Linked DNA regions of Mus musculus: regions 1, 2, 3, 4, 5 and 6 are each linked to region 7. The links are chromatin contacts, called in public ChIA-PET, HiChIP or PLAC-seq and promoter capture Hi-C maps. All regions are on one chromosome and are shown on one strand. The core of a region is the stretch at or near the end of the contact, and the rest is flanking DNA. Distances in the headings are between cores, read along the strand shown. Region 1 holds the start of Mmp9 (matrix metallopeptidase 9). Region 2 overlaps Pltp (phospholipid transfer protein). Region 3 holds the start of Ncoa5 (nuclear receptor coactivator 5). Region 4 holds the start of Slc12a5 (solute carrier family 12, member 5). Region 5 holds the start of Pcif1 (PDX1 C-terminal inhibiting factor 1). Region 6 holds the start of Zswim1 (zinc finger SWIM-type containing 1). Region 7 holds the start of Elmo2 (engulfment and cell motility 2).

The links. Promoter capture Hi-C pulls out the DNA fragments that hold promoters and counts their contacts. ChIA-PET counts read pairs in DNA pulled down with a chosen protein or histone mark. HiChIP or PLAC-seq counts read pairs in DNA pulled down with a chosen protein or histone mark. Capture Hi-C pulls out chosen DNA fragments and counts their contacts.
Region 1: a contact with region 7 is called in a promoter capture Hi-C map of liver, with 2.1 times the contacts expected there. The contact joins the promoter of Mmp9 here to the promoter of Elmo2 in region 7. A contact is called at or near these places in 26 of 39 promoter capture datasets (the 3T3-L1 cell line, 3T3-L1-derived adipocytes, the C10 cell line and 16 more), 3 of 15 datasets of contacts at CTCF or cohesin (the NIH/3T3 cell line, embryonic stem cells and large pre-B cells), 6 of 484 Hi-C or Micro-C datasets (the HPC-7 cell line, Th1 cells, embryonic stem cells and 3 more), 23 of 115 datasets of contacts at active chromatin or transcription factors (the 230-238 cell line, the NIH/3T3 cell line, the SCID.adh cell line and 16 more) and 4 of 9 other capture datasets (adipose tissue, liver, macrophages and 1 more).
Region 2: a contact with region 7 is called in an RNA polymerase II ChIA-PET map of memory CD8 T cells, with 7 read pairs. The contact joins the enhancer-like site here to the promoter of Elmo2 in region 7. A contact is called at or near these places in 1 of 484 Hi-C or Micro-C datasets (bone marrow-derived macrophages), 4 of 115 datasets of contacts at active chromatin or transcription factors (acute myeloid leukemia, bone marrow-derived macrophages, embryonic stem cells and 1 more) and 1 of 9 other capture datasets (macrophages).
Region 3: an H3K27ac HiChIP or PLAC-seq map of embryonic stem cells shows a contact between it and region 7, with 5 times the contacts expected there. The contact joins the promoter of Ncoa5 here to the promoter of Elmo2 in region 7. A contact is called at or near these places in 24 of 39 promoter capture datasets (the 3T3-L1 cell line, 3T3-L1-derived adipocytes, the C10 cell line and 13 more), 1 of 15 datasets of contacts at CTCF or cohesin (the NIH/3T3 cell line), 8 of 484 Hi-C or Micro-C datasets (CD4 T cells, the G1E-ER4 cell line, Th1 cells and 3 more), 24 of 115 datasets of contacts at active chromatin or transcription factors (the 230-238 cell line, the SCID.adh cell line, acute myeloid leukemia and 15 more) and 3 of 9 other capture datasets (adipose tissue, liver and pancreatic islet).
Region 4: a contact with region 7 is called in a promoter capture Hi-C map of neural stem cells. The contact joins the promoter of Slc12a5 here to the promoter of Elmo2 in region 7. A contact is called at or near these places in 19 of 39 promoter capture datasets (the C10 cell line, the HPC-7 cell line, HPC-7-derived erythroid cells and 13 more), 5 of 15 datasets of contacts at CTCF or cohesin (the NIH/3T3 cell line, embryonic stem cells, large pre-B cells and 2 more), 10 of 484 Hi-C or Micro-C datasets (the MNK3 cell line, Th1 cells, cortical neurons and 6 more), 23 of 115 datasets of contacts at active chromatin or transcription factors (the 230-238 cell line, SST interneurons, acute myeloid leukemia and 15 more) and 5 of 9 other capture datasets (adipose tissue, embryonic stem cells, liver and 2 more).
Region 5: a contact with region 7 is called in an HNF4G HiChIP or PLAC-seq map of pancreatic cancer cells. The contact joins the promoter of Pcif1 here to the promoter of Elmo2 in region 7. A contact is called at or near these places in 13 of 39 promoter capture datasets (the 3T3-L1 cell line, the C10 cell line, HPC-7-derived erythroid cells and 8 more), 2 of 484 Hi-C or Micro-C datasets (bone marrow-derived macrophages and embryonic stem cells), 5 of 115 datasets of contacts at active chromatin or transcription factors (acute myeloid leukemia, bone marrow-derived macrophages, embryonic limb bud and 2 more) and 3 of 9 other capture datasets (adipose tissue, embryonic stem cells and liver).
Region 6: a promoter capture Hi-C map of liver shows a contact between it and region 7, with 2.7 times the contacts expected there. The contact joins the promoter of Zswim1 here to the promoter of Elmo2 in region 7. A contact is called at or near these places in 8 of 39 promoter capture datasets (the 3T3-L1 cell line, 3T3-L1-derived adipocytes, cranial neural crest and 5 more), 1 of 15 datasets of contacts at CTCF or cohesin (the NIH/3T3 cell line), 4 of 115 datasets of contacts at active chromatin or transcription factors (acute myeloid leukemia, embryonic stem cells, extraembryonic endoderm stem cells and 1 more) and 3 of 9 other capture datasets (adipose tissue, liver and macrophages).

Annotation. Positions count from the first base shown.
Region 1 is chr2:164,946,649-164,950,172 of GRCm38.p6, forward strand. Mmp9 (matrix metallopeptidase 9) reads left to right here and starts at 1,571. Exons shown (of 13, transcript NM_013599.4): 1 at 1,571-1,749; 2 at 2,187-2,416; 3 at 2,635-2,783; 4 at 3,061-3,189; 5 at 3,299-3,472. The coding sequence starts at 1,609.
Region 2 is chr2:164,848,915-164,852,349 of GRCm38.p6, forward strand. Pltp (phospholipid transfer protein) reads right to left here. Exons shown (of 16, transcript NM_011125.2): 8 at 2,599-2,690. Among named protein-coding and RNA genes, the nearest start is that of Pltp, 7.1 kb to the right of the region's middle. Within about 2 kb of position 1,342, at least 42 of the 459 cell types and tissues checked have an H3K27ac peak or open chromatin away from gene starts, as enhancers often do. A contact at or near this core is called in memory CD8 T cells, where this site is marked.
Region 3 is chr2:165,032,449-165,036,059 of GRCm38.p6, forward strand. Ncoa5 (nuclear receptor coactivator 5) reads right to left here and starts at 2,331. Exons shown (of 8, transcript NM_144892.1): 1 at 2,235-2,331.
Region 4 is chr2:164,966,725-164,970,192 of GRCm38.p6, forward strand. It overlaps Slc12a5 (solute carrier family 12, member 5), which reads left to right and starts at 1,264. Exons shown (of 26, transcript NM_020333.2): 1 at 1,264-1,730. The coding sequence starts at 1,679.
Region 5 is chr2:164,878,043-164,881,426 of GRCm38.p6, forward strand. Pcif1 (PDX1 C-terminal inhibiting factor 1) reads left to right here and starts at 1,326. Exons shown (of 17, transcript NM_146129.3): 1 at 1,326-1,447. 4930445K14Rik (a long non-coding RNA gene) reads right to left here. Exons shown (of 2, transcript XR_003953757.1): 2 at 1-1,999.
Region 6 is chr2:164,820,765-164,824,078 of GRCm38.p6, forward strand. Zswim1 (zinc finger SWIM-type containing 1) reads left to right here and starts at 1,922. Exons shown (of 2, transcript NM_028028.2): 1 at 1,922-2,436. It overlaps Zswim3 (zinc finger SWIM-type containing 3), which reads left to right. Exons shown (of 2, transcript NM_178375.2): 2 at 1-1,363. The coding sequence ends at 925.
Region 7 is chr2:165,324,700-165,328,216 of GRCm38.p6, forward strand. Elmo2 (engulfment and cell motility 2) reads right to left here and starts at 1,780. Exons shown (of 21, transcript NM_080287.2): 1 at 1,719-1,780.

The DNA.
Region 1 (3,524 bases), core at 321-2,820, 380 kb before region 7:
ACACACACACACAAACACACACACAAACACACACACACAAACACACACACACACACACACACACACGCACACACACACACTAAAACAAATTAACAAACAAAAACAAGGACTAGGAACAGCTCAGTTGTAGAGTACTTGCCTAGCATGTGTGAGACCCTAGAGGCTTGGGCATACACACACACACACACTCATACACAGACACAGACTCACATATGGACACACACACAGTCTCACACATATGGGATAGCAATATATAGGAGAGTTTTGTAGAGAGCGTATCACAACGTCCAACACAATAAATCAAAAAAGTGAATGATCACTGCGGCCTGGAGGTGAAATGCCTTGCCCAAGGTGGTTGGGAAATGACGAGGTTGGGAAATGGTAGACCCAGAACTGCAATTCAGTGCTGGAGCTCACCAGTGAGAAGCATCTAAGAGAAGCTTGGGAGAACACCCAGCTCTCTCTCTCCGGCTCACAGGTCTGTTCGTTGGGAAGCACATGAAGGTCTGGGCACACAGGAGGCTTAGTCAGAACAGCTTGCTGAAGACAGATCAAGGCCCTGCTCCACCATGGTGGCAGGCGAGGAGGATGGAAGGCCGGGGGCTGCCGGCTGTTGGCAAGACTGTGCCAAAGCTTTCCTGAGTGGAGCAGGGCAGGGCTGGAGGAGGGGAAGGGTCCATGACGATCTCACAGCTCGGGAGAGGAAGGTGTTTGCCCCATCCAGGTCACCCCAAGGCTTAGAGCCAAGACCCCAGTCTCCTAATTTCCAATCACAAACCTGACACCATCAACTGAGGTCTCGTGAACACTGCTGAAAGTGGTTTTTCTGTGTTTCGAGAGTCTCATTTTATCCTCAGATCAATATAGGGACAAAGGCTTGAGCGACAAAGGGTCTGTTTTTGTTCTTTAAACAGAAGAGGAAGGATAGTGCTAGCCTGAGAAGGATGAAGCTTCTGCTTGCTCCCACATGTGTGTGTCCCCCCGCCCCCCAGGCTCATCTTTCCTTCCCCAAGGAGTCAGCCTGCTGGAGCTAGGGGTTTGCCCCATGGAATTCCCCAAATCCTGCCTCAAAGAGCCTGCTCCCAGAGGCCAGGAGAGGAAGCTGAGTCAAAGACTCTATCAGGGGGCGGGGATGAGAGGATAGAACCTACAGTGTGGGGATGGGCTCCAGGCTGCACTCTGGCCAGGGAGGGGGTGTCTCAGAAGCCCAAGGAAGAGGGGTCTCGGGCCTCAGGTCTCCCAGTCTTTTACTGGGCTGATCAGTCAGGGCCGTCAGACCTAGGGCTAGGTGAATGCCCCATCCTGCACACCCTCCTTCCCTTTCCCACAAAGTCTGCAGTTTGCAGAAACTAAACCCTGAGTTCTGTGGTTTCCTGTGGGTCTGGGGGTCCTGCCTGACTTGGCAATGGGGGACTGTGGGCAGGGCATAAGGGAGGGGGTAGTGTAAACACACACACACACACACACACACACACACACACACACACACACACACACACGCTGAGTCAGCATAAGCCTGGAGGGGAGGGGCGGGGTCACTGATTCCGTTTTACTGCCTCTTTAAAATCTCTGCAAAGGCAGCGTTAGCCAGAAGCTGCGGTCCTCACCATGAGTCCCTGGCAGCCCCTGCTCCTGGCTCTCCTGGCTTTCGGCTGCAGCTCTGCTGCCCCTTACCAGCGCCAGCCGACTTTTGTGGTCTTCCCCAAAGACCTGAAAACCTCCAACCTCACGGACACCCAGCTGGCAGAGGTAGACAGATGGCTCGGTGGATAGCTGAGAAGGGCTGGTCAGGAAGATGTCCCCCTCTCCCAAGGAATGGGGCCTCAGATATGCTTTCTGGATTTGGGGGTGATGGGCATGTCTGCCAGGGTTAGGCAGTAGGGGGTAGGTGGTCTGGAGGCTCTGGGCAGATTCGGGTCTGTTGGAGGGACAGATTGGGTTCGGCTTCGAAGGGTTGTGACATGGCGCAGGTTGGCAGTGAACAGTTAAACTCTAGTGGGGCTGAGGGGTAGGCATGGTTTATATCATCTGAGGTCGAGGTGTGATGCTGTCCTCAGGATAGGGGAATTCTAGCTGTGTAGGAAGAACTGGTGTCCTGGCCGTAGAGTCCCTAAGCATGTGGCCCAGAGGTCCAGAGCCAAGGTGCCAGAACTCTGTGATGTCTCTGCCCCTTCCTCCATCCACAGGCATACTTGTACCGCTATGGTTACACCCGGGCCGCCCAGATGATGGGAGAGAAGCAGTCTCTACGGCCGGCTTTGCTGATGCTTCAGAAGCAGCTCTCCCTGCCCCAGACTGGTGAGCTGGACAGCCAGACACTAAAGGCCATTCGAACACCACGCTGTGGTGTCCCAGACGTGGGTCGATTCCAAACCTTCAAAGGCCTCAAGTGGGACCATCATAACATCACATACTGGTGAGATGTCGGGCTAGAAGCAGGTGCCTGGGTGGGACTGGAGGCCAGTTTGCACCTCCGGTTAGCTGAACACAAGGGATCCTTAGCAATACAAGTTCCGAGAGAGGCTGCAGCCCTGTGTGTTTTGAAGCGATCGTGGTGTAGCTGCTGCCCCGCCCACCCCCATTTGTAATCCGTGCATGCCCGATCCCCCATCGACGCTGGCTTTTCACCTCCAGGATCCAAAACTACTCTGAAGACTTGCCGCGAGACATGATCGATGACGCCTTCGCGCGCGCCTTCGCGGTGTGGGGCGAGGTGGCACCCCTCACCTTCACCCGCGTGTACGGACCCGAAGCGGACATTGTCATCCAGTTTGGTGTCGCGGGTGAGAATTCCCGGGCTGGGCAGGCTATGGGAGGGACGACCACGGACAGAGTAGAAGGGACAGCAGATCTGTCCGCTCTTATGCCTGCCCCACAATCCCTAGTCGCTGCTTCCACAAATGACCTCCCCCAACCCCCAGCGGCTTTGGAGTCGCAGTCACCTCTTCTCAAAGTCTGGTGCGCTGCTCAGCGGGAGACACAGTCGCTTTCAGTCTCTTGCCCTTAAAGAGAGCAAAGTGTTGCTGATTGAGTCCCTTCCTCTCCGATGGCCTCTTGCAGAGCACGGAGACGGGTATCCCTTCGACGGCAAGGACGGCCTTCTGGCACACGCCTTTCCCCCTGGCGCCGGCGTTCAGGGAGATGCCCATTTCGACGACGACGAGTTGTGGTCGCTGGGCAAAGGCGTCGGTGAGATCCTGAGCCTTCCAGTATCCGCCCCATCCCCACCCCTGTCCCAACTCCCTTCTCTTACACTGGTGTGTGGCCAGACGCCCTGACTCTAGCCTCCTTTCTACAGTGATCCCCACTTACTATGGAAACTCAAATGGTGCCCCATGTCACTTTCCCTTCACCTTCGAGGGACGCTCCTATTCGGCCTGCACCACAGACGGCCGCAACGACGGCACGCCTTGGTGTAGCACAACAGCTGACTACGATAAGGACGGCAAATTTGGTTTCTGCCCTAGTGAGAGTGAGTATGCGCTGGGGGTGGGGAGCGGGGCGCCGCCTTGAAGGTTCCAGAA
Region 2 (3,435 bases), core at 92-2,591, 480 kb before region 7:
TAGTCCTGGCTGTCCTGGAACTCACTTTGTAGACCAGGCTGGCCTTGAACTCAGAAATCTGCCTGCCTCTGCCTCCCAAGTGCTGGGATTAAAGGCGTGCGCCACCATGCCCAGCTTGTTGGTTTTTTGTTTTGTTTTGTTTTTGTCTCTTGAAGCAGGGTCTCTCTGTGCAGCCCTGGCTGTTCTGAAACGTACTATGTAAACCAGGCTGGCCTCGAACTCACAGAGATCCACCAGCCTCTGCCTCTCAAATGCTGGGATAAAAGGCGTGTGCCACCACTGACCATCTTGATGAACGTGCCCTACTTTCAGCCTTATTCTGGTTCTCTGCCTAGGGCTTGGACTGCTAAGTTCTATAAACGCTGCTTGTTCCCACTGGGAGGGAATTGTTTCCTCCACTCAAGGGTCCCTGGTCCCTTTCTCGTCTTCCCTTCCCTATCACATCACTAACCAACCATCAGTCAAGGACCCTCACTACACCCCGATGCTAAACAAACAGAGCTACTGATCACTCTCCAGGTCCCATCTAAATGGGGCCCACTGGAGGGGTACTCCAACTGCCACACCTGACAACTTACTCAGTTCCAAGGAGCCAGACTGATGGCTCCCAAATTCCTTCCCTAAAGGCACTTACCCCTTGGGGTAGGAAGGGATGAGAAGGTAGAAACAGGCCAGGTGGAACAGAAACACACACACACACACACACACATACACACACACACACACACACACACACACACACTGCCCCAGCAGTGAGTAAGTCCTAGCTGGGGGCAGGAACACCAGGAGCTGCTCGATTCCTGCTTCCTGGTTATCTGTCACTCCTGCCTTGAAGCTATACTTGAGGAGACTGAAAACAAAATGGCTCCTGGACACCTCATGGGTGAGCCACCCTGACCGACCAGCTCCTTCCTCTCTCCTCACCCTGGTCTCGGCCACCAGTCCTGTAAAAAGGCCTCAGACTAGCAGCTAGACAGTACTGTACTTCCAGGGTCCCATCCTATTAGCCGGGAATGCCTTACTCTTTCTCTTAAATTCCCTAAAATAAAATACTTTTTTGAGACAGGATTTCTCTGAGTAGCCTTGATTCTTCTGGTGTGTACAGCAGGCTGGCCTCACTCAGTGAGTGCTGGGAATAAAGGCGCTCACCACTACCACCCAGCCCAGCTAAAATACTTATTTCTGAACTCAAAATGAAAAAAAAAAATTAAAAAAATTGAAATTAACATACCCACAAATTCAACCATAATTAAAAATAGCAGTTACGGGCTGAAGAGATGGCTCAGTGGTTAAGAGCACTAGCGGTTCCTCCAGAGGATGTGGGTTCAGTTCCCAGCAACCATATGACAGCTCACAGCTGTCTATTCTCCAAGTGCGGGGTATCTGACACTCTCCTCACACATTCAATACATGCACGCAAAGCCACCCACACACAGAAAAGAAAATAAACCTTTAAAAGAAAAAGAGAGCCGGGCGGTGGTGGCACACGCCTTTAATCCCAGCACTTGGGAGGTAAAGGCAGGCAGATTTCTGAGTTTGAGGCCGGCCTGGTCTACAGAGTGAGTTCCAGGACAGCCAGGGCTACACAGAGAAACCCTGTCTCAAAAACCAAAATAAATTAAAAAAAAGAAAAAAGAAAAAGAGAAAAAGAAGCATTTGTGCCTTCAATTCCACCATTTTGGGGCAGAGGCAAGAGGACTTCTGTGACTTTAAAGTCAGCCTAGTCTACAGAGTTAGTTCCAGAACAGCCAGGGCTACATAAAGAAACCTTGCCTCAAACAAACAATCAGCATTGTCAGGCCTACAAGATGGCTCAGCAGGTAAGGGAGCTTGCGGCCAATCCTGAGGATCCTAGTTTGATCCCCAGGATCCTAGATGGGAGGGGAGAATCAACTCTTGCAAGCTGTCCTCTAACCTCCACATGTGTACTACACACACACACACACACACACACACACACACATCTCCCAATGGATGTTTGAAGATTATATGTCCCACACATGGGACACCATTTTCAATAATGAACTTGAACATCCTGAGATTGTGGTGACCAAGGAGGGCTTGGATTCCATCCCCCTCAGAAACCGAAAGAAGACTATTAGCAGCTGACTCACAGGGGCAGGGGCAGGGGCTGGGGCAGGCAGGAGACAGGCAAGGCGTAAGCAAGTCCCTGGCGTAAGGACTTCTGGGGAGCTACAGAGATGCAGAATGCAGTTAGGAAAGTAGAGCTGGGGCTAGAGAAGTGGCTCAGAGGTTAAGAGCACTGGCTGCTCTTTCAGAGGTCCTGAGTTCAATTCCCAGCACCTACATGGTGACTCACAACCATCTGTAATGGGGTCCAGTGCCCTCTTCTGGTGCATCTGAAGACAGCTACAGTGCACTCACATACACAAAATAAATTAATTAATCTTGAAAAAAAATCTTTAAAGAAATAGAAAGGTAGGACTCTACCTCCGATCTAGGAGGCTGAACCTAACCCTGCAGTGGACGCAGGAGTCACCGCAGGTCAGAGTGACCTTTCAGAGCCGTGCTCAGCCCCAAAGACGAGGGAAACCCATCAGCAGTCAGAGGTCACAGGCACTAACACAGGCAGCTCACCCGGAATTCCATATCCAGGTTGCCGTTGGAGACCACAGGATCCTTCAGAAGGGAGTAATCGATGCCCACGAGATCATCCACAGAACTGCGCACTGCGGGAAGGGGCTCGGGTCAGTCCAAGCTGGGTGGCATTGGGCCCAGTGCTTAACCTCTCTGTGCCTTTCATTCATAAGTAGTGACACGCCCCTCACAGAGGTCTTACGAAGATCAAATTGGCTTTCCATGGGAAGCAGCTAGAGCCTGGTGTGCTGTAGGGGCTCAATCAGGAGGCCATGGTTAGCTCCATCTACTACTAAGACTACTGTAAGGTTTTCATCAAATCACTAAGCAAGACTGAAAAGGAGGGGCTGGCGAAATGGCTTCGTCAGGTAAAGGAGCTTGCCTCCAAAACTGTGCTGCCCAAGTTCAATCCCCAGAACTCATAGGAAGGAGACAATCGACTCCACAGTGTTGTCCTCTGACCTCCACACATACACCAGGATGCAGATACGCACACACGCACGTGCATGCATGCACACACAGTTAAAACGCGTTTTACGTGTTTAAGATGACTAAGGAGTCATTTCCCCTGCCTTCCTTTTTAACCCCCTTTACCCAACGGGCCCGATAGGTCAAGATCACTGACCAACAGTAGACACACATGGTGGCATAGAAAGGGATTCATGTTAATTGAAATGCATGAAATGCAAGCTGATGAAGACAAACAAGGCCCTGTGGTCAGCAAGCATGTATTTAACACCTCGACAACTCCTGGGGGAGGGGTCACCAGTCCAAGGAGGACACCAGAACCCCAAGAGAAGACTTTACTTACCTAAGGCTACACAGCAAGTCAATGAC
Region 3 (3,611 bases), core at 1,081-3,580, 290 kb before region 7:
TTGTAACACATATAACACCACCAATGCACCCATCTTACAAACCAACTTAGAGAACAAAAGAGTAGTATTTACCATGTGCACTGCTAGCTGAGGATTCCCTTTGCAACTAAGCACCAATGGTGAGTTTAGAAACAGAGACAACATTTGTCACGTGGGGAGTCAAAACCTGAAGAAAACTGAAGGGCACATTCCAAAGGTTTCCTTTTTGTAAAAGGTTTTCCATTCTTAAATGCACAGGTGAATTCAGTTCTCACAGTGCAGGAAGCTTTTAAAGGCACTGCCATCTGCAGGCCGCAGGCATGGAATGCCTGGAATAGTTATTTACAATAAAGTTTCAGAGCAAAGCATTGTTTATTTAGCTTGGGGCACTGGTAGATGAGGCTCCACTTGCTGATGTTCGGAAATGGGACTTCCAAGTCAAATCAAATTTCCCTTGCTTCTTTGTACATTATTGCTCCTGAGAAGTTTGGGACCAATGGATGATCTTATGTTTAGTTCTATTCTGTGCTCAACCTGAGGTCAGCCCCCCAAAATACAGACTTCTTGTCATACAGCCCTTGGTGCTGGGGTATCTGGAATGGTCCAAGTTGGCTTTTCTGAATTTCCTTTCAGAAAATAAAGTAAATCTGCTCTCACACTTTTTAAAAACTGAATTTATGATCAGATAGCTAATGGGACATGAAACTGCTGATATCTAGAAAAATACCTTCCATTTAGTCTTGCAATGTGGTTGTTTTGCTAGCACATTATACAAGGAGAAGCAGTCTCCTATGTTTCGGTAGAGACTAATGCATGTCTAGGGGCTCAAAAAATATATGAAAGAGGAAAGACGAGCTAAATGGAAGAGACAAACCAAAAGGAAGGCAGGCATGCACGCTAACCATCAGTCAAGTGGTCTCCAATCCCCACAAGGCAAAACTAGAGCCTTGTTCCAAAATGTTGATACAAAGTTGCTTTTTCACACTCAGACAGATACAAGTTTAAGTGTTCTGTGGTCAAAAGCCACATCAGGGTTTGCAGAAGCATCCTTTCATGAACTTTCAAGGTGGCTACCACACCACAATACTGTAAGAAAGCGAGGAAACACACCCAGTACATCTGAGGGATGGTTCTTGCAGCTCCTGAGATTAGCGCTTCTAAAGGACAACCTTTTACAATGAGAAAGCTCAGAATATTTATCATCACCCTGAAGATCCCGGGACACCCCGGGACATTGCAATGGGAGCTGGAATGCCGCAGGGGGAAAAATTCCATATACAGTGAAAGACATAACATGACAATTAACCCCGTACTCCAAGGGCAGCGGTTCCCAAAGCCTGGAGCGCACAACTTCAGGAGGAACAAGGACACAAGTGTTTATTTTAATAGACAGGTATTTATTTTTTTTATGAGCGTTAGAGAAATAACTGGCTTTCCATTATACCGTTTGGGGTTCAAAATTTCCGCCTTAAACAAATGCATTTAAGGAGGGAGGGTCAGAGTCAGTTTAAAGAAAAACATTTAACATTTGGTATCTAGTACAGATGTAGGCGGACTTGTAAAGGTGCAGCGCGAGGGACGGAAGCTGGGGAGACGTGGTCCTAAGCAAAGCCCCTGACCCGCTACCGGGGTGCGGGAAGGGCCCTGGGAAGCCAGTAGGTTCCGGCGCCGTGTCCGTACGAACCTCCGGCACAATTTCTCTCGCCCGGTTCTCCGGGCCTAGGGTCCACGTCCATAGAATGGGCGAGCTGTCACACAAGTTGACATCTCGAGAATACGCCCAGGGCGACAGCGCTCCCTAGGCTGCTTGGCGCCTGGACACCGCCGCCGAGACCGGTATCCTGGACCCGGGTTCGAAGCCCTCCAGTGCCACTGACTCACAAGAGCTCCCCTCGCCCACCAAAGCCCCGGGCGAGCGACTTCACAGACTCTCGAGTGCAGGGCGTGCTCGATCCTACAAAGAAGCCTCAGCAGCTTGCGACCGAAACGGGCCGCGGTGCCCACCTCAGCGCACGGTCAGTCGCTCGCTCGCCTACTTGGGTCCGCCAGACTCGGGTCTGGGCCGGACCGGACCGGACCGGACCGGAGCCGGAGGCAGCCGCGCCCCGCTCCGGGGCATGCGCAGCCTCGCGCGTGCCCGGAGAGCAGGCCGCGCGTCGAACGGGCCCTCCCGCCTCAGCGTCCCCGTCGCCCCCCCAACCGCCTGCCCATCAGTACTACGCCTCGGCGGACGGCCACCGCTCCCCGGCACTCACCGCTACCGGCGTGGCCGCCTCCCCGCCGCTCCTCCGCCTCAGGCCCGCCGCTGCCGCCTCGGCCTCTGCCCACCTGCCCGCCGTAGGACAAAGGCGCCACCAACCGACTAGCGCGGGCACGAGGCAATGGCGGCCGGGGCGGAGTGTGGAGGTAGGGGCAGAGGGCGCGCACGCAGCGGCGGCCGCGGCAGTGTCGTAAAGAGCCTGCGGGTTTACGGCAGGGCTGAGCTGAGGCGTCCATCTCCTTGGCGACGGGGGCGAGGCGGTGGTTCTGGGGCGGCGGTTGAGAACGCCAGCGGTTGCCTAGTAACGGGGTCTCAGTGGAGGACCCGCTCCACGCCTGCGCCCCGCGCAGGACTGCTGTCTGGCTTTTCCCTTTTCCAGATCCCCTTTCCTCATCCATAACTGTGTAACAAGAACAAGTCCCCCAGTACTTTCATCCCTGTAAAACTTAAAGCCCCGAAAGGCCAAGCATTTGTAGATGGAAAATGTGCAGTGCCCAAACCTGATCACAAGGAACAAAGAGAGCAGAGAGGTGAAGAAAAAGCTGGGTTTAAATTTGCATTTAAATACATTGTGGATCCTATTAGTTGCCTAGCTGTCTCTAGGAGCCAAGAGGCTCCTGGAGATATATTACGGTTTTTTTCTTGAGATATTTCTTTGAGAAATATTCAAGGTCAAAAATTGACTTCAACGTTACTGTCGACCACGAAGCATGTAAAAAAGGTGTGGGTCCCCCCTCCCCCCTTTTAATCTAGAGTTTGTCACAGGGACTGGAATTTACAGTTGTAAATGCTCTCCATGAATCAAAGCTCCGGCTACATGAATCGCCTCGTGCCTCAAATGCCGTAGGGCCTCGTCTTCCTCCTGAACAATACAGGCCAACTAAACTGGTGACTGTGGGATTTGAACACTGTGAGAAGCCCAGTTTCTTTAAACATCGGATCCTATATTCATTCTGCTAGTTGACTCACTGTTTCTTGTACATTTGCTACAAAGACCTCAAAGCGTGGCTGGTAAGGTGATTCTGGGGACAAAAGTGTGTGCTGCCTAGTCTGATGACCTGAGTTCAACCCCATGTACACACACACACACACACACACAGACACAGACACACACACACACACACACACACGCACGCATTAAAACACAAAAGCCATCTGGTATGTCACTGTATATATATATATATATTTGTTTGTATTTCGAGACAGGGTTTCTCTGTGTAGCCTTGGGAACTCACTCTGTAGACCAGGCTGGCCTCGAACTCAGAAATTCGCCTGCCTCTGCCTCCCAAGTGCTGGGATTAAAGGCGTGTGCCACGACGCCCGGTATCACTATACATATTTAATAACAACACTCGGGAGACAGAAGCAGGCA
Region 4 (3,468 bases), core at 14-2,513, 360 kb before region 7:
TTTTTTTCCCCTGGAGCAGAGAATCAGAGGCAGCTGGTAGTGTAGATATGATTGTATTCTTGTCTCTTTCATTGGAGGCAAGATCAATTTAAAAAGAGGTTCTATTGAGAAGAGACCTAAGTTGGAGTAAATAGAAATGGGTTCTAGACTGAATTCTGCTACTCATTGGCTTTGTGTGCCTAGGCAGTCATTTTCTCTCTTGGGTGCTTAGTTTTTTTGTTTTTGTTTTTTTCATTTACGAAATGAAAGCTATACGTTAGATAAGATGAACAGTTCTGTCCTACAATTCTCCAGGGATTTTTGAGGACTCAAGCTGGGAACCAGGGTGACTGTATAGCTATTTCCTCTTTCCATTGCTAGTATGTTTAGATCTAGATGCAAAGGGTCTAAACCTCAAATGTCACTTTCTGAAGCATCTCCACCATTGGCCCAAGTCTGGCTTCGGGGTCCCAGGGTAATCAAGCTCCTGGGGGGGGTGCTGGTTTCAGAAGAGGAGGACAGGAGAGCATGTCCGGCCTGGAAGCCTCAGAAAGCAATCCTGGATTAGAGGATTAGACATTCCCGCCCCAGGAGAAAATCTGGTCCCCAACCGGCAGGTGGCCTCATTCTCCCCTTCCCCCACTCAGTTCCTGGCCAGCTTGGGGCCAGCATACCCTCCCTAGAGGCTGCACCATCTCGGGTGGGAAGGAAGTGCTACAGGACCCCAGTGCTCCCTGTTCCTCGCTGCATTTCATCCATAGATCATTCCACAGGAGAAATCCCCTTGTCTGTGGTGTGGACTCCAGGGTCTTGTCTTGGGGTTAGGATTCTGAGACTCCAACCAGCCCGAGCACCATGAGAGAGTTCTCTACAACTCCTCTAGTGGCAGCCACCGATTTAAAAACAGAATGGGCCAAACAGACCCATTGACCTGAGTCCCCTCGGGGCAGCACAGTGCCCCATTGATGGGGGCCTAGGCCCCATCTTTCTCCTAGGCTTCAGGCGCTAGGACACCGATCTGGGAAAAGGTCTGGTTCTCTTTCCTCCAGGCCTTACCTCACCAGTTTGGTAGACAGCTCCCTGGGGCCCTTACATTCCACAGCGCCCGCCCCTGCCACCTCAGTCCCCCACATCTTTCTCTCAGGGGTCACCGCAGACCCTCAGTCAGGCAGCCGCTGCGGGGCCGCCTCCCCACGGCCGCGACCTAGTTCCCTGCCGTTATTTTTAGGGCGCGGGATGGCACCTGCCCACGTGCCGGGCCCCGCCTGCGCCAGAGTGGGGGGGGGGGCTGCGTCTGCTCTAGGGAAGCGAGGGCCGCGTCCCCCGCAGCATCCCCTCCATACCACCCGCGCAAGCCCCCAGTTTTCCCGTGAGGGGGCCACCGGAGCTCTCTGCCCGCCTCTCTGCCCTTCCCTCCCTCCCTCCGGTCCCCCCCTCCAAAGAAAACCCGCCAGTGGCTCACGCCTCCTGCATACGGGATGAGGTGAGCAGCGCCGCTACTGAGAGGGGGCGCGCGCGGGTGTGAGCGTGTGTCCGTGTGCGAGTGTGTGTGCGCCGGGCGGGCGGGCACTGCAGCTTCTTCCTCCGTGGAGCGGAGAGCAAGCGAGAGAGCTCGAGCAAGCGAGCGAGCGGAGAAGGCGGGCAGAGGGGCGCGGGCGAAGCGGCGCAGCCATCCCGAGCCCGGCGCCGCGCAGCCACCATGCTCAACAACCTGACGGACTGCGAGGACGGCGATGGGGGAGCCAACCCCGGTAAGCAGTGGTCCGGGGGCGGCGGGGGAGGGGGCAGCGAGGAGGAGGAGGAGAAGGAGGAGAAGGAGAAGGAGGAGGGCAGCTTCGGAGTGGGGGGCAGAGCCGGGGCCGCCTCCTGCAGAGAACAGCCTGGGGCTGACCGGGGCGGCGGATGCCGGAGGCTGCAGGGAGGCTAGCTCCATTGGAATGCGCTAGGCGCTGTCCACGGTTCTGGAATGCGCCGCGCTCCGAGGCAGATTCGGAACTGGGGGTTGGAATGATCCACGGCCTGGGGGCAGACTTGGATTAGCTAAACCGGAGAGGCCGTGGGAAGGGGATGAAATAGCTAGAACAGGGCTGACGTGCTGTTCGACGTGCAGGAGGGAGGCTCCTTTCCCGGAGAGGGGACCGGGGCGTCCTGGCGCAGAGCAGGGACCAGCAGCTTCTAGGGGCGCAGTCTGCTGCAGTTCCTCGCTTTGAGTTTCCAGCTAAAAGGTGGGGGGGGGGGGTTGTGATGGCTCTGGGGTTTGGAGGCATATGATAGCTCTCGTCTGGGCTGCAGTGTCTCCTTAAGGGGACACTTGGTGCAACCAGAACCCCCTCCCCCAAGGCTTCCTGAAGTCCTTATCTCAACCTGAAGCTACCACTTCTGTGGGTTTTTCTGGTCTACTTTGCCGATTTCCTCTTCCTCTCGGTTCTCCGTGGGTTCCTATTCAGGACAGGAAGCAAGATCCTATTCTTCGCTCTTTTCCCCCCTTCTCTTGGTACCCTAGGGCGACAGTGTGGTTTTCAGGGCGGGGCAGGGGGGGAAGTCTTTATAGTTAGCTCTCTTAGCTATCCTGGTGAAGCCTCAGAAACGGGGTCTTAGTGGCTGACTCCCCACCGCTGTGGCGACACTGCGGACTCGCTGCGGTGGGTGCAAAGACTTGCCAGGAGCTAAGGGGCTCTGGAGCAAATCCGTGTGCTGTTCCGTTTCTCCGTCACCCTTTACTGCCGTTTCTCTGCTCCGAGGTCTTGGGGCCAGCCACCCCCTCGGGCTCCCAGGCCCCTCGCTGCCCCCCAGCGGTCTCAGCCATCCATCACGGCTGTCAGCCGCCCCCAGCCCCCACCCTTAAGCGGCGCTGCGTCCCCTGCGCACTAGCGCATCTCCAGTGCCTGCTGTCTGCGCTCAGCGCCTTCAAACGCTCCCCCAGGCTTTGCTTGACCCTCTGGGCCGAGATTCCCCTGGAGATGGTCCAAGACCCCAAGAGCTAAAAGCATGAGCTCACAGACATTAGCAGGTTCGACTCTGAGGTCTTTGATTTTGGATCACAGTCAGGCCCAACTAGAGGCGTGGGAAGGCTGGGGGCACCAGAGTCCCTGATCCTTTGTCCGAGATATCCCCTTCCCATTCTCCCATGGGGCTGAGTCCTATACTGAGGACAGAACTGCTGCTGGCCAGCTCATCCATCTCTCCAGTGACCCTGGGGTCACCTCATCAGACAGAGCTCCCTTGGCTGCAGGGGGAGGGGAGTTGTAAAGTCCAGTTGCTGCAGCTCCAGGCATCTTGAAGCAGTGCTCCTGAAGCTAAGGGAAGGGATGCCACTTCTTCCCGGGATCCCCCTTTGATACCTCCACTATGAGACATCCCTGCTCCCCAGAATGGGTTCAGTGGATTCCTTAGCATCTGCATTCTCCACCGACCTTCACCTTCACTGTACCTCCGTGCTTCTTTGGGGTCCCCAAAGGCCTAGTAAAGACGCACATGTGTACTGGAAGT
Region 5 (3,384 bases), core at 76-2,575, 450 kb before region 7:
AACCAACTCCCCTTTTAAACTTTCCTTTTTTTTTTTTTTTTTTTTTTTCTTCCCGAGACAGGGTTTCTCTGTGTAGCCCTGGCTGTCCTGGAACTCACTCTGTAGTCCAGGCTGGCCTCGAACTCAGAAATCTGCCTGCCTCTGCCTCCCAAGTTAAACTTTCCTTTTTAAAGCAAGTATCTTGTAGCCCTGCTGACCTCTCAAACTAGTGACCCTTTATCAGTCTCCCAAGATTCGAGATGCATGATGGTGTATGCTTTTAATTTCAGCACCCAGCAGGCAGACAGACTGCTGAGTTCCTGGTCTGCCAGGGTTATATAGCAGAACTATCAAAAAACCAAAAGAACAAAAAAATCCCTAAGATGGACACACCTGGGGTCGATGGTCAGGTGTCTGTGGGCAGACTAGACAAGATCCTCCTCCAACTCTTACTAGTTTATATTGTTGACCATTTTTCCTGACCTCCCAACATTCCAGCTCCAAGTTACTGGGCAGCCAGCGCCGACAGCGTCATAGACCTGAGAGGCTGACCAGCTGGGCCATCTGCTACGCTAGTCCAGCAGCAGGTGGCAAACTTGTCCTCCTTTCAAGTTACCTTAACTGGGCAACAGCTTCCTTAGGAGGCCACAAGTGGGTGGAGCTAGGAGCCTAATTCCGGAAGGGAGCCCGACGATGGCCCCTTGCAGAAGCGTCTCCCACTAAGCTGTGTGCAGCCTTCACAACTTTACAACTGCCCAAAGCCACATCTACCCTATTTGCACTCCTCCAAAAGCTACGACTATTCAAGAGCAATTTGTGAGCAGGTTGCTAACGCGCAAAGGTTCGATTTGCACGTCTTCGTCACCTGGCCTCTAGGCAGAGAGAGTTAACATTCCAGGACCCTTAGAGGGCAGAGGCCCCGAGAGGACACCAGCTGGAAGCGGCAGAGCACTGTGCAGGCCAGGACCCAACGTGCAGGGCCTACGTCACCGCTCCGCCTATGTCGGCAACTGAGCCAGAGCCCCCAGAAGACTCTAGACCAGCTTCGTGCCCCCTAAAGTGTCCTAGATCTTCAGCCCCTGCGAATGCGTTCGGCAGGGAAACTGAGGCAGGGGTGTGCGATAGATTCCTTCCTTCCCACCTACGTTTCAAGAATAGCAACGCTGTTTTTCCCCATCCTCAGGACCACAAGGGACCACCCAGATCAACCGGAAAATGGGGAGTTGGGGGCGGGGGGTGGGGGCGAAAGCCATCAAGGTCTGGGGAGCCAGTCAACGTTGCCACACTCAAGATGGCGGCGCGGCCGTGGCGAGGTCCTTCAGAGGCGGTACCGACGCATGCGCAGCGCGGAGTCCCGGCCCGGGACACAAGATGGCGGCAGCGGCGCTGGGGAGGGCGAGGCGGAGGCGGCAAAACGGGCGGTCGAGCAGAACGTGTGGCCGCATCCCCTCGAGTCCGCTTCGGGCAGGTAAGAGCCCCAGGAAGCCACGGTCCCGCTGCGTGCCGCGCCTGGGTCCGGGAGTCCGAAGCAGGACGGCGGAGGCCCCTCCGGCGCTTCCCGCTCGGGGCTGCCGCTCGCCCGGTCTCTTTCGTCGCCGCCATCTTAGAGCCGCGGGTGGGCAGCAGGACTGCCGGCTGGGGTGAGTGCAGTGGGCCCGGAGAGCCCGGGCGGAGCGGCCTCTAGGGTCCCTTCGCTGCTGCCGCTGCCGCCGTCGCCACCGCCTTTGTGTCGGGCTCCGACTCAGAGTCGCCTCAGCCCGGGGGCGGGAGCGCGCGGCAGGGCGGGGGGCGGAGCCCGGGCGAAGGGCCGGCGCGCGCGCGCCAGACTTCCCGCCCCCGCTGGGCTTGCGGGAGGGGCAGGCGGGAGCGCGCTGGGAGCGGGGTGGGGGAGGGTTCCCGTCTGTGCGCCTGCGTGGCTCCGCCCACCAGAGCCGGGGCGTTATGATTGGTACTCTGGTATGTGATCCCGCCCATGTTCCTCCAATCCCGGAATCGGATGCATTTTCTAGTCCGAGTTCCGCTGCTTGCGCAGATACAGTTGTTTGTCTCTAGACTACGCTGCGCTTCTCCGACTTTGGTATGCGTGGGGGTCCGGAAGGCACAGGCTAAGTGAAAACAGTCACTTAATGGGAGCAGCAGCGAGAGTCCACAGAACGCTAGACTACGGTGCAGGGGTCAGATGGTTCTGACGTAGGTGTCAGGACGGCAGCACGGCCTTGAACTTGGGTCTGGCCAACTTCAGAGCTGGCGTTTTGGCCAGAGACCTGCTGCACCTATCTACGCGAGTTTATCTTATTTTTAAAAGACAGGGTCTCTGTGTAGCCCTGGCTATCCTGTAACTCACTATGTGGAACAGGCTGCCCTCGAATTCACAGAAACCCTGTGTCTTTAGTGCTGGGATTAAAGTCGTCTGTCACTACACCTGGCTCTAATGTGTGTGTATGTGGTACTGGGGATATAACCCTAGGTTTCACATATGCCGGGCAGTCAGTGTACTAAGTAGCTTTATTACCAGCACTTAACAAGTTCCAAGTTAACATTTTCAAGCTGTGTAAAGTGCAAAAGTGTGTCATCTTGTCTCCCAGTCCCATCTGGGGTGCGTTTAAAAATAAAATCTTGTCGAGGGTGAAGGCACAGATCTGAAATTCTAGCACTTAAGAGATGGATGGATGACCAAGGCAGGATAGGATGACTAAGGGCGATAATCTTTAACACTCCGATTCCGGCAGGATCATTAGGAGTTTTACGCCAGTTTCAGCTGTGTGAGACCCTGCCCTAAAGTTACAAATTCTTTGGTAGTTCTACCCCTCCTGCTTCTAACTGCAAATAGGTGTCGTTGGGGTTCAGCTGGTTTGGGATTGCTGTAGTGTCCTGTTTAGGTGGCACGAGGCCGGGCTGCTTCTGCCTTCTCTAACAACTGCATCTACCAGGTGCATCCTTCACATTTTGGGGGACACAAAATTTTCAATAAAGGTGGACAAGATGTGTTATACGTGTTTGCATGTTTTTATTTTTATTTATTTCAAGACAGCCAAAGAAGTGTGTCTTTTCTTAGTTGTGGGTGGCTTGAGATAGTGCCCCAACTTTCCTTACGTTCGCTTTGCACCCTTTGCTTTGGTTTACAGACACTTTGATTGGCAATGTATCAGGGCTCCGTTGTGCAAAATGAAAACATGATTACCATTGGCATATGTCTATATTCCACCTAACGGGAAGGCTGAAACGGAAGGATCTCTTGAGCCCAGTGGTTGAAGAAAGGCAGGGCTAGTTCAGAAAGAGAGCTGATCATGGTGGCTTTCACCTGTAACCCTAACACTTGGGAGGTCGGTCGAAGAAGAGGACAGGTTGGGATTTGGGGTCATATTCAGCTACCAATTTGAGTCCTCATCTCAAGCCAAGAACAGA
Region 6 (3,314 bases), core at 672-3,171, 500 kb before region 7:
CATGGACAGCCTAGACATAGTCACCAGCAAGGTGTCAAGCCTCTTTCGGGAACAGCGGTCTCTGCTGGACTGCATCCTTCACTTTGTGGATTACATAGACTTCTTTAATACCAAAGGTCTGAAGAGCTTGCCCACAAATGCTCCCAAGTTAAGGAGAACTCGGCTCCCAAGCACGCCTCCAAGGCCCAAGAAGCCTTTTAGAATTTGTGGTGGGGGTGACACCAGGCTCCCTGTGGAAGAGGTAGAAGAGACAAAGGCAGACTCAGCACAGTCTCAGTTGCCACAGCCCCAGGATCAGTCCTCCAAGGCTGGCATGCTAGACATCTTGCACCAGAGTGGCTCTGAACTAGCCTACAAGTTGTGTCATAATGAGTGGGAGGTGGTACAGAATTCCACCCACCTGGTAGACGAGGCCGGCTCCTCAGTGGCTGTTCAGCTGCTAGAGAACTCACACCAGGTGAGCAAAGATGGCTGTAGCTGCAGCTGCTCCTTTCAACAGTGCTACCATCTGCCATGCCGCCACATTTTGGCTCTGTTGCATACCAGCCAGCAGCCAGTAGGGGAAGCCATGGTGTGCTGCCGGTGGCAGAAGAAATACCAGCACCTCCTTGACCCCAATGGGGAGCTGCAAGACCGTGGAATCATCCCAAACACAGATCAGCCTGAAAAGCAAGGTCAGAACCACATGATTCGGGACCTAAGCAGGGAGCTGGCAAACCTGCTGATGCAGACCGAGGGGCCAGAGCTGGAGGAGCGCTGCTCCACCCTGCGCAAGATTGTGGACATCTGGGCAGACCCCTATCAGCTGCCTGAGTCCAGTCAGCAGCCAGTTGACTTCAGAGACGTGGGCTGCCTCCCTTTCCTCTGGGGAAAGCTAGAGGAAGCAGACAGCCCCCCTCTTGCTGAAGCCATGGTTCATGATTGAAGTGTTTGTACTAGTGAACCCATCTCAGAACCACCTTGGGACAGTTCAAAGTGGTGGGTCAGACTGTAGGTCAGTATTTTTATCAGTGTCTTCCTAGGTAAGGGCTAAGAAGATCTTAAAACTCGGGGGAGAGGGACTCCACTGTGACAATCCTTTGACCCTGCCTCATTTCAGCCCTACCTTTGGCGTTCTGTAGACACCTTGTTCATTGTTCAAAGCCAAAGTTATTCCATATGAAAGGGCATGCTCCTTTCTTCCCAGCCTACACAGACGAACCCTTGCCCAGGTTAGGATAAACACAATGGGCCCGGAAAGGAGCTTTGTGTCCAGAGACAGAGGGGGAGGAGGGTAGCCCTTGATTGTCAACTGTTGCTGCTCTTTAGAAAATACCTGTTACGTATTTTTATTCACACTAATAAAGTCGGTTTTTGTTTTGTTTCACGTTTGTGTTTTTTGAGACGGGGCCTCATGTAGCCCAGACTAGCGGCCTCAAAACGTTGTCATTTTAAAGGAACCATGAATGTTGTCTAATGGGGTACTTGACATTCAGAGGGTTAGTAATGCACCCCCATACTCTGCCCTCTTCCTACCAACCTATCCTACAACACAGATGGTAGCTTGTCTTGTTCATTCTGTCCTGTCAGGGACCAGGAGGAAAGACCGACCTAAATCCTAGATTTTACTGCAAGCCACTTGCTGGGACGCTGTGGGCAAATTCCTAATTTAAACTTTTTAATTTTATTTTCGAGAGAAGCCTAGCCTGGAACTTGATGTAGACCAGGCTGGCTTCTGCTTCCCCAGTGCTAGGATTAAATACGTGTGACACCACACCCAGCTGTTTAAGACTTGGTCCTACTAGGTTGCCTGAGTTAGCTTCAAATTCTTGATCCTATCTCAGACCCTGAATAACCGGAATTACAAGCCTCAGTTTCTCCACAAGGCAAAGAATGCAGGATTACATTTGCACCTTTTTCCACCATTCTGTATCTACGGAGCTTGACAGCTCGATAGCCGACAAACTAAATGTTGTCCGTATAAAACACTGCTCTTTTTTATTTTTATTTTGGCCTTTAAAAGGTGCCGCCTTTCCAGCCCCCTAGACCGAAGGGAGGCTTCGCCCTCGGGCGGCCTGTTCCGGGCTTGAACATCCTTCCACAAGCTCTCATTGGTGATTTCTGGCCGAGCCTCTGTAACCCTGGCAACAGCCCCGTCCAGGAGCTGCCAGTCCAGGATTGGTCCGTAACTCCCAAGTTCCACAGCGAGCTCCTTTGGTCTGAGTCATTGTGAAGCTGGCGTGGTGATTGGCGAGGCTGGACGTCAGTCAGTCGGAGGCGGGCCCAGTGGGAGGAATGGCTGCCGCGTCTGCCGGTGCGCGAATGGTCTCGGCCGTGGAGGCGTGAAGCCGGGTCTCAGCGACTAGTGCATTCAGCTTCCACCAGTGGAAGGTGGATTTCGGCTCCGCTGGGCTTGAACACGAACCTCAGCCTTCCGCGTCCCCCACCGGTGTTCAGGTGAGGTCAGAGGCCGCCTTCCCTTCCTGATCCATAATTTGGGACTCTATAGGATGCCATCAGGATCTGGAGCCAAAGCTCGGCTTCCAGCTGTTGTAATGATGGACAGATAGCCTATGCTTTCTACCTCAGTCTTTCATGTGTCTTTGAACCTGAGTCTTTCATCGGCGAAATGGGGACAGTGAATGGAGCCAAATGGGAAACATTTGCATAAAGCATTACATCCAATCAGGATATGTGTAGGCGCAGGAGAGGTTACACACATGCTAGCCCCCTTAAAGTGAAAGGAATTGCCGGCCAGTGGTGGCGCATGCCTCTAATCCCAGCACTTGGGAGGCAGAGGCAGGCAGATTTTAGAGTTCGAGGTCCACAGAGTGAGTTCCTGGACAGCCAGGGCTATACAGAGAAACCGTCTCGAAAAAAGCCAAAAGAAAAAAATAAATAAAGTGAAAGGAATCAAGTTTCAGAGAAGGCAATTGGCTTGCTCAATATTTCACAGCAAATTTTGAGCAGTTTTTTTTTCCTGGTATATACCAGGACCAAAGAAAAAGTTGGTAAGAATTATAAGAATTTGTGAACAGAAAGGCCATGCAAATATTTAGAATGATTTTTAAAAAAGAATTAAATGTTGACACATGCCTTATTTGCAGCACTTGGAAGCTGAGGTGAGAGGATTGCTGTGGACAAGTCAGAGCTACACAGCAGAATCCTTCTGTAGAAAAAGAAGGTCCACATGCCATATGGGTTTTTTTGTTTTGTTTTTTGAGACAGAGGGGTACTCTGTGTAACAGCCCTGGCTCGCCTAGAACTCACAGAGATCAGCCTGCTTCTGCCTCCCAAGTGCTAGGATTGGCCATGTGTTTTCAATCCTCTATACT
Region 7 (3,517 bases), core at 530-3,029:
TGACTTGGTCAGAGGAGGTCTTGCCTGGTGGGTTTTTCTTTTTGAGCTGGAGTCTCACTCCACTGCCCAGGCTGGTTTTGAACTCCTGTATTCAAGGGATCCTTCTGCCCTAGCTAGCCTTTACAGTGCTCTGGCTACCGGTGCATACCTCCAAACCCAGGGCAGGTATTTCTTACCTATGTTTGCTCGTGAGCCACCCAGGAAGATATGACCTAGGCACAGAGCGTGTCAGAGTATGCTAAATACTGGTATCATCATTTTTAAAAGCAGTCTAGTCTTCATACCCTGCACCCCAAACTTTCTTGGCACCTCTTAGAAGCAGCATCAAACATAAAAAGAATAACAAGATTCAAGAGCAACAGACAAGCTGGGCATGGTAGAACATGCCCTTAATCAGAGGCCAGCTTGGTCTACAGAGATTGTTCCAGGACAGCCAGGGCTACACAGAGAAACCCCTTCTTGAACCAGCCCTGTCTCTTTTGCTCCAAACGGTAGAATGAATCTGGGCAGGTAAACTCTTTTAGGATCTTTGCTATTTTTAATCTGTAAATGCAAATAATGATAGTCTCCTCAAAAGACCACAACTCGAACTAAACGCCCTCACATTTGCACACTACTGAGCACTTCACAGCCAAGGCAGCCACCCTAGCAATGTGGTTACTGACCGACCACTTGACAAATGGCTGCCGTGCTTCTTCTGAGAAGCAAGAAGTGCTGTCCCAAGAGTGAGGCACACCAGAGCTCAAGAAGTTAGCACACACACACACAAACAGTCAACAACTCCATTAACGTGATTTTACATTGGTTATGTGAATTCCTAATTATAATCTGAAATGTATTAACTAAAGCATGAGTAAATTATTCCACTTACATATTTTACATTCCTGAGATGTGACTGTTAGAAAAGTTTAATTAACAAATGTGACTTGCATTATTTCTCTTTTGGAGAGCCCAGGTTGGCCTAGTGCCCGGCACACAGAAAGCATTCCAAAAGGTGGCTTCCACCCACAACAGATGGGATGTCAGGGGCTGCGGCTGCATCCCCCAGGCAAACTCTAGCCCTTCGTTCATTCATTTAGTAAACATCTATAGTGTCTGGCCTGCTGAGACGCTGTGGGTGCATGGAGCAACATCAGGTAAGGTCTTCTTCCTCCTGGGCATTCCTACCTGCTGGGACAGGCAGACGTCAATCAACACTTTCAAACTGTTGAAAGCTACTGATGTGTAGGGACACCAGAATGTTCAGAGTGTCGCACCAGGGTCAGAACTCGGGACCCCGGAAGCCTTCGGAAGGAAGACTGGGAAGATGAAAAAAAGTTTACTAGACTAGACGTAGGGGCGGCGGACTCTGAGGGTGGCCAGAGCGAGGGATGGAGAAGGAACAGAACCAGGCCGGGAGCAGCCTAAGCCTAGGGAGGGCGGCGAAGGACCAGATCTGCAGGGCCCGGAAAAAGGGGAGGGTGGAAACCAGCACCGGAGCACCCCGGGCATTGCAATGCTGCGGGAAGAAGCGAATGAGAGCGGCCTGGACCGAAGCCGGGCAGTGGAGAAGGAAAGAGGGCCGGTACCGACCGCAGGGGGATTACCGGATCGGCACCGTGCCCGGGCTTGGAGGTCGGGCAGACGCTGCCCTCCGCCTCAACCCCAACCTCGGTCCCCGGCTCCCAACCCTCAACACTCTGTCTCTCTGCCTCGAGCCCCGAGCGTCCCTCACTCACCCGGCACCCGCCGAGGCCCAGCTCCGCGCCCGCGTCCCGCCGCCGCTCCACTGGCCCCGTCTGCCCCGCCCTCCTGAAGCCCCGCCCTGCGAAGGGCGGCCCGGGCTTCTATTGCTCCGCTTTGCTGTCAAGATGAAAAGTCTCGCTTTCACTGGGTTGTTTGTCTGTCAATAAAAGGGAGGCGGGCCTAACTGAGGGCGCGGGCTGGAGCGACGCCGGCTGGCCCCTCCCCTCCGCGGAGGCCTCTTAAAGAGACAGACTACCATTCTTCTGCAGGCTATTGGGTCTAAAGGAACGTGATTTCCCAGCAGACACTAGAGGCTGCTCCCCACCCAAACTTTTTTTCTCTTTTATTTCTGTACACAGCCTCCGGGTGAAGGAGGTTGGAGGGGCGGGGAGGGGGCGCGCTCTGGGTCCTTGAGACCCATTGTTGTAAGGAGCAAGCTATCCTCTGGTGATGCTCACCTGATCCGACTCAACGATGGGAATAGCTGATTTAGGGAACTGAGTGGGAGGTGACAGTCGTGTCAGAGGCTATGAGCAGCCGCGGCTGCTCACTACGGAGATGGAGCTAATTATACCGGCACCCAGGGCTGACCGTGGGCGCTGAGCAGAGGCAGAGGGGTACAGCTCAGCTGTGCTGTTGGTAGGGATCCGTGGGAGGTGGCGTTCGTCACCGCACCTGCGGATCTAACAAGGCCGGGCACAGCGCCAAGGACTCACTCCTGCCATCTCCCTTAAAGCTCACAGCAGGCTGGTAGGGAGGGCTAGTATGCGATCCCCAGTTGCAGAAGAAAAGACTAGGGGTCTTATGGGACCAACTAACTATACAACCGGTGACTATACAGCAAGACGCTATCTCCCTGTTTAACTCCAAATTTTGTTTTTTTTAATCATTTCTCTTAGCAGATCCTTAGGACAATGCCAGAAGACAGACATTTTGTTATCCATTCTGTAGAGACTCGGCTGGCCGCTCAGCAGAGAGATGGAAATAATGGCTACCTTTTACTGTCTTTGAAGCAGTTTTACAGGCACAGTTACATTGACTCCTGCAATTGAATTGAATTGAAGCGGATTCTTATCAGCTGGTGAACAGGATGGTGCCCAGGAAGCAAAGCTCCCCTCCCACAATCACAGTGCTAATAAGGCCTGTGCAGGGGCCGGCCAGTCACACTTCCAATAGGTTCACATACTGCCTGCTTCCAGCCAGTCTCTGTCTTTGTTTTATCGAAAGCCACCCAGGATAAAGCATATGGCCGTGTTCCAAAATAGCTTTACGCTGGAACATAGGGTAGCCACCCTTGTCTGCAGCACCATTCTGGACCCCAGGTCCTTTGCTGCTCTGTGGGAGCCTCATACGACCCTATCAGATTCACATTATTATCTCTTATTGTCCTCCGTAGTCTTGTGAGCATCCTCTTTGTGGTGGGTTGTTTATTTCTTTGTTTGCTGCCTATTTTGAAACAGGGTGTTTGCAGGGACGTTTAAACAGATGTGTCCCCATTTCCCCTCCCCCTAAGGCACCAATGACAAACCAAAGAGTATTCCATTCAGTCAGTCCAACTTGGGGAGCCAGCGAGGGCCTTGATGTCACCTTCAGAACATGGATGTCTGGGTTTGTGTTTCCATTGCTGTGCTAAAACATCACAGCCAAAGGCAACTTGGGGGAGGAAAGGGTTGATTTGGCCTGCACCCCCGAGGTCTACAGCTGAGGGAAATCAGGGCAGGAAGTCAAGGCAACAACCAAGAAGCAGAGGCCAAGAAGAAGCACTCCTTACTGGCTTGCTCCAGGTAGCTTG